Linked DNA regions of Sus scrofa: region 1 is linked to region 2. A link is a contact called in public HiChIP or PLAC-seq data. All regions are on one chromosome and are shown on one strand. Each heading gives the region's core, a stretch centred on a gene start, on an enhancer-like site or on the middle of the called end of the contact. The rest is flanking DNA. Distances are from core to core; before and after follow the strand shown. Region 1 overlaps PDK3 (pyruvate dehydrogenase kinase, isozyme 3). Region 2 has its middle 24 kb from the start of PDK3.

Region 1 (3,062 bases), core at 425-2,924, 71 kb after region 2:
CAAACTAGTGCCACCTGCTGCTCGTGGAAGCCAGTTAAATCAATCTCTGAAGGTAGGGTCTAAGGGCTTCTATTTGTGACTTATCCAGGGGAATATAATGCGCGTCCAGAGTGAAGAACTGTGTTCCATCTGGTCGAAATTTTGCCCAAGAGCTGTCAACCGCTTTAGGGCATAAAGTCTGTGAGATGCTGAAGGTTGACAGTTAAGGAGTCCGTCAGCGTTCGTTGAACTTTCTGGATTCGGAATGAAGTGGGCAACTGAGAAGCGTTGAGGAATTGTCAGGGCATAGTTGCTGCTTTTGAGGAGCCAGGACACGCACATAAATATGTATAGGCTAGCCAGAATGTGTGAGTTCTGTGAGTTTGTGGCATGCTGCTTCTACCTTTCCCTTGGAAGTTTGTGGAATCCAGGTGTTTCTAGCTAAGCATGACGTGTTAACCCACTTATCTTTATCCAAAGCACCCCTGGAGGCTTTCTGGTTGAGAACTAACATGGCAGAACCAATGAAAAAGTGTCCTCTTTTTCTTGATTTCTAGCTCCTTTCCTTGGCCTCCCACTCCTGGCAGTTTTCCCTCCAGAGATGTGGCAAGACGTAAGATAAGTAGAGTTGGTGTTGGATAAATAACTGTAAAAGTGTAGAGATAGAAACCAAAATCTTAGCCTCTTAGATTGATTCAGTGGGCATTTGAGCTTCGAGATCATCTGTCCAACCTCCCCAGTTTTACCCACGAGGAAGTTGAAGCCCAGAGTGAAGAAACTGCCCAAACTCTCAGCTACTTGTCGACATAACATCTTGGCTGCTTCTTCCAAAGTGAGCCAGAAATTATTCTTTCGAGGAGGCAAATAGAACTTACCTTCGTGTACCATTCTCTTCCAGACACAGAAGTGGGCAAATGTAGCTGTAATTCTTACAGCACCCAGGTTGAAATAATTTCTTGGTTGAAGACGCTGAAGCTGAGATGATTTAGGTATCTTGGCTAAGCAAAGTTAGGAGCAAAACCACAGTTAACATTCAGGTAGATTGGGGAGTTCCCTGGTGGCTCAGTGGGTTAAGGACCTGGCATCTCCACTGCTGTGGTGTGGGTTCCATCCCTGGTCTAGGAACTTCCAAATGCCATGGGTGTGGCCAAAAAGACCCCCCCCCCACCTTTAAAAAAAATTCAGGTAGACTGAGCTTTTAAATGTATGCTTTTTTCTTTCAACATAATATACCATTTCTTTCCACCTAACATACCATTTCCCCAATGCAATTCTTTCTAGCAAACAGAGTCTCTATTAGTAATGCTGGGATTTTTGTCTAAATTTTATCAGACAGGAAATTCCGTAATTAATGTTTGTCTAGCCTTCTCATTAAGAACTCTGCTACCTCCTTCATTTACTTACACTGAATCAATTCTTATCCTGAAGGCCTATCCTTGTGAGTCTGCCCATTGTCTCTCTCTGGGAATATGATAACCAGTCTGTGTGGACTTGTACTCAAGGCTTGATTTCTGGTGCCTTCCACCAGTGCAAGCCTGGACAAATCACTTAATCCCACTGCACTTCAGCGTCCTCACCTACAAAACCAACGATAGCATCAAATCACAGGCCTCTTGCACTCATGTCAGATCGTGCAGCACAGTGCAAGGCACATGGGAGGTGCTCAGGAGACGTTGGGTGTGCTTGTATTAGGGGAAGTTAGTGACATAGCATTTCCTGGATGATATCAGCTTCCTGCTAAGAATAAAAACTGCATAGGGAGCGCTTAACCTTGAATGTTAATTATTTTCAAGTTTGTTGGCTGAAGGTCCCAGCTATATAAACTGATCATTTTCCAAGAAACATAGCACTTTCAGCTCATTTGTGCTTTGAGCGTGACTGGCTTTGGATCTTCTTTATTCACTGTAATGGTTAACTTAACTTTTTGCCTCAATTAACTTCAACGATGAGCGCAGCGTGACCGTTACTGAGCTGTTCCTGCTTCCATGACAACAAGACATTCTGTAACTCACCAGTGCACCATTAGGACTTGATCCTCAACCCCCTCCTGGAATTAGGTTGATGCGGATCCGTGTGGTGGCTCAGGCTAGGATTCTTACGGGCTGTAGCCGATCAGAGCTCTGTTCGTGATAGCAGATCTGAACCCACCCGTGCCTTTTCTCTCCACGCTCTAGCCCGACACACCTGCCTATCTAGCTTTTGGCTCCTCCTCCCCTAACTATAAGGCTGGGAATACCCCTAACCAAATATGTAGGATGAAGTGATCTGTCTTTAAGCGGAATTTACCATTACCGGCAAAGGTTACCTTGAACCCCTGAGTTTTATTTGCTGTTGTAAGTTTCTGCTGAAACTTAGTAGGTATTTTAATTTTCCGTTCTAATCAGGAAATATTAGACACCTCCAGTGTTCCAGGTATTGTGCTAACGGGCCCTTAAGTGGCTGAGGGTGATGGCAGAGGGGTTGCCCAAGCCAAGGGCACAAATTGTGGGCCCGTGTTGAAATCCACTTACAACTTCGTTTGGCCTTACCTGGAGTACAGAGGGGCAGGTGTCTCACTCATCCCTTTTGGACACCTATACTCAAAAGGGTAGACAGAGTCTCTCATTAGAGAGAGGATCCAAATGCTAGTGGACATCACTCAATTTCTCTCTGCACAAACACGGATCTCCTTCAGGGGAAGCTCTAGTAACCCTCATCTACCTTAAGAACCCCGTGTCATGACCATCCTATACCTTCTTTTTTACAAAAGCCTCAAAGACCATTACATGAAGGTAGCATAGGCTTTAATCCCATTAGGAAGAGCTACGTGTAGTAGCACAATCTGTCTAAGATTTTTTTAATTTTTTTTTTTTTTAGAATAGAATGGCTCTAGTAGGGTTTTTTTTTCCTTAAAGTAATAGAATGGTTCTAGTTATAGAAAGACCTTTTTCAGAAGACTGCTTTTTTTTTCTTTCAAAACTCTTTTTAATGACTATGTATCTCCCCATGTAAATATGTAGTATTGTAGTTTATTTCACCATTCCCTTATCATTGGATATTTAGGTTTTTTACAGTGTCTCTCCCAAACTTTTTATTTGGAAAAA
Region 2 (3,300 bases), core at 455-2,954:
ATCGGGTTAAGAACCCAACATAGTGTCCATGAGGATGCAGGTTTCATCCCTAGCCCCGCTCAGTGTGTTAAGGATCTGGCGTTGCTGTGAGCTGTGGTATAGGTCGTAGATGCGGCTTGGATCCCGCGTTGCTGTGGCTACAGCTCCAATAAGACCCCTAGCCTGAGAACCTCTATATGCTACAGGGGCAGCCCTAAAAAAAAAAGAAAGAAAGAAAGAAAGAGCAAGTCCCTCTGTAGAAAAGCTCCTCACTCTGGGAGGGAGCATGGATGGGGCAGTTGCCACAGGTAAGCAGAGTATCGTGGAGAAAGGGCTTGGGCTTCCGGTCAGGGTTAGAGTTCATGTTGAGGTTGGGGTTAGGGCTCAGCGTTAGCGTTACGTCATAGGGTTTGATGTGAGAGGGTTGATGGTAGAGTTTGGTACTTGGATTAGGGTTAAGGGTTTGGGTAACCGTTAGAGTTAGGATCTGGGGTGAGGGTTAGAGGTTGGGATTAGGGTTGGCTGTTAGGAGTTAACGTTAGGTTAAGGACTGAAGGTTGGAGCTTAGGGTTAGAACTTAATGGCATTATAGAAACAGCTATTCTACAGGTAACGTAAAAAAATAAGCGAAGAACCTCCCTGAGTATGGGTAGGTATGTAAATGCACGGTCCTTTTGGGCAGGAAAGTGATGCTCTGCAAGAGTATTGCATGCCATCCCTGTGCTGGTGGCGTCACACACACATGCGCACATTGTTACGTACTTGTTGTCAGGTCCTGCTCGTGCCTGTATGTCCTCATGTGTCAGTCAGCTAGTGCAGCAACTGTGATGTATAATAAACCACCCTAAACTCATTCACTCTGTTCACACAGTAATTATTTATTCTTCCTTGTGCACCTGGCAATTGGCTTATCCAGACGAGCCTTGAAAAGGCTTGGTCTAAGATATAGTTGGATCTAGGACTACACCAAGGGCCTCTCACCCTCTTTGAACCAGCATGCTACCTGGGATGTGATCTGCTCACAACAGTGGCAGAAACACGAGAGAACAAGCCTAACCACAAAGGTGCATTTCAAGCCTCTGCCTGCATCCCTTCTGCTAACATCCCATTGGGCAAAACGTGCCACATGGCCAAGTCCAATGTCAATAGGATGGAGGAATCTACTCTACTTCTAGTGAGAGGAATTGAAAAGCCTTAGCACAAAGATTATGATGTGGGGAAGGATGAAGAATTGAAGACAATAAGGAAATCTGCCATACCGCACATTTACCAAACTGAATCACCCCAGGGATGAGCTTTGAACCCTAAACTCATCGTTCAAATCTGCTGAGCTAATAAGCTCTGAGCTCTATAGAGAGAGAAAGAGAATTGCTCTTCTAATATTCAGTATCAGAGTGACCAAGCCCCTCGAATCTTGTATCTCAGGATCAGACTTTTCCAGCTTTTTAAGGCCGTGTCATGTCTGGGCACATGTGGGAGGAGGCCCTGCCTCACTTCTCCATCATTGCTCAGCTATTCAGGGGTCTGACCTTTTTTTCCCCCCTGCGGGATTCCCTTGTCACACTTAGACATAGCACTTACCATCCACTATGGCTGCTACTACTTCTGTCCCAAGGGGTGACAACTGACAACAATTCTTTGACTAAACTTGAGTCAGTTTCCTCTGAGTTCTCTTTTTTTGTTTTGTCTTGCTGTGTTTTGGTTTTTGGCCACACCCATGTCATGTAGAAGTTGCCAGGCCAGAGACTGAATCTGAGGCCACAGCAATGACTCAAGCCACTGCAGTGACAATGCCAGATCTTTAACCGAATAAGCCACTGCAGTGACAATGCCAGATCTTTAACCCAATAAGGACAACTCCTGAGTTGTCCTTTTGACTGTGCCTTAACTGTATGCTTGGTCCTTAGCCTGCTTAGTCCAGTTTTAGCAAGAATCCTGCTGAGAAAGAGAAAGACAAATACTGTATTATATTACCTATATGTGGAATCTAAAATATGGCACAAATGAACCTGTCTACAGAACAGAAACTGACCCACAGACATAGAGAACAGACTTATAGTTGCCAAGGGGAGAGGGGGAGGGAGTGGGATGGACTGAGAGTTGGGGTTGGTAGATGCAAACTATTACATTTACAGTAGATAAGCAATGAGGTCCTACTGTATAGCACAGGGAACAATATCCAGTCTCTTGTGATAGACCATGATGGAAAAGAATATTAGAAAAGAATATTAAAAAAGAATATATATATATATGTGTATATATATATGTATATATATATATATGAATGACTGGGTCACTTTGCTGTGCAGCAGAAATTGGCACACTGTAAATCAACTATACTTTACTTAAAAAAGAATCCTGCTGAGTCAGTTTAGTGAAAATCCCCATCCTTGATGTCCGATCAGATTTCTCAGTCCTCACCCTCGCTATCTCTCATCACCCTGGCCTGCCTTAACCCAGAAACCTATTGTGTCATTCTAGCAAGAACCCCACTAGCCGTGATGTCTCCTCAAAGTAATTTTCCATCCATTGACCCTGCTCCTTGCCCATAAATCTCCATTTATCCATGTTGTGTTCAGAGTTGAGCCCAATTTCTCTTCCCTGCTGCTTCTTCCCCATTGCAGTAGTCCCCTTCTTCTTCTTCTTTCTTTCTTTCTTTCTTTTTTTTTTGTATTTTAGGGCTACACCAGTGGCACATGGAGGTTCCCAGGTTAGGGGTTGAATTGGAGCTGCAGCTACTGGCCTATACTACAGCCACAGCAACTCAAGATCCAAGCCCTATCTGCGACCTACACCACAGCTCATGACGATGCTAGATCTTTAACCCACTGAGCAAGGCTAGGGATCGAACCTGCGTCCTCATGGGTGCTAGCCAGATTCGTTTCTGCTGAGCCACAATGGGGACTCCCAGTAGTCCCCTTCTTGAAGCGTCTTCCTTACTGTCTTTTACAAATATCTGAATAATGTTTTATTTAACAGGGGTGAAAGGAGAAAGCACGGAATGCTGGGTGCTGCAATGTCACAGCATAGTGGGCACACACAGAAATGGCAGACCTGGGTTTGAAATCTACATATTTTGCTCACTAGTCTGTGATTTTGGGGAAGTGTCTCTGACTTTCAGTTCCCTCATTTGCAAAGTAAAGATAACTCTACCTGTCTCACAGGATGTTGTATGGTTCAAGTGATCAAGGTGGTTAACACCCAACGTGGTGCCCAGCACATAAAAGGCACTTGATACTGGTTTATTTTATTTTATTTTATTTTAGGGCCACACCGGCAGCATATGGAAGTTCCCAGGCTAGGGGGTCGAATTGGAGCTGC

Evidence for each region. HiChIP or PLAC-seq counts read pairs in DNA pulled down with a chosen protein or histone mark.
Region 1: an H3K27ac HiChIP or PLAC-seq map of alveolar macrophages shows a contact between it and region 2. The contact joins two enhancer-like sites. A contact is called at or near these places in 2 of 5 promoter capture datasets (fetal liver and liver), 26 of 47 Hi-C or Micro-C datasets (adipose tissue, alveolar macrophages, blood and 14 more) and 2 of 2 datasets of contacts at active chromatin or transcription factors (alveolar macrophages and skeletal muscle).

What each region holds. Positions count from the first base shown.
Region 1 is chrX:20,530,652-20,533,713 of Sscrofa11.1, forward strand. The region is part of intron 1 of PDK3 (pyruvate dehydrogenase kinase, isozyme 3); the gene reads left to right. Among named protein-coding and RNA genes, the nearest start is that of PDK3, 46 kb to the left of the region's middle. Within about 2 kb of position 1,675, at least 4 of the 83 cell types and tissues checked have an H3K27ac peak or open chromatin away from gene starts, as enhancers often do. A contact at or near this core is called in alveolar macrophages, where this site is marked.
Region 2 is chrX:20,460,102-20,463,401 of Sscrofa11.1, forward strand. No RefSeq gene overlaps it. Among named protein-coding and RNA genes, the nearest start is that of PDK3, 24 kb to the right of the region's middle. Within about 2 kb of position 1,705, at least 3 of the 83 cell types and tissues checked have an H3K27ac peak or open chromatin away from gene starts, as enhancers often do. A contact at or near this core is called in alveolar macrophages, where this site is marked.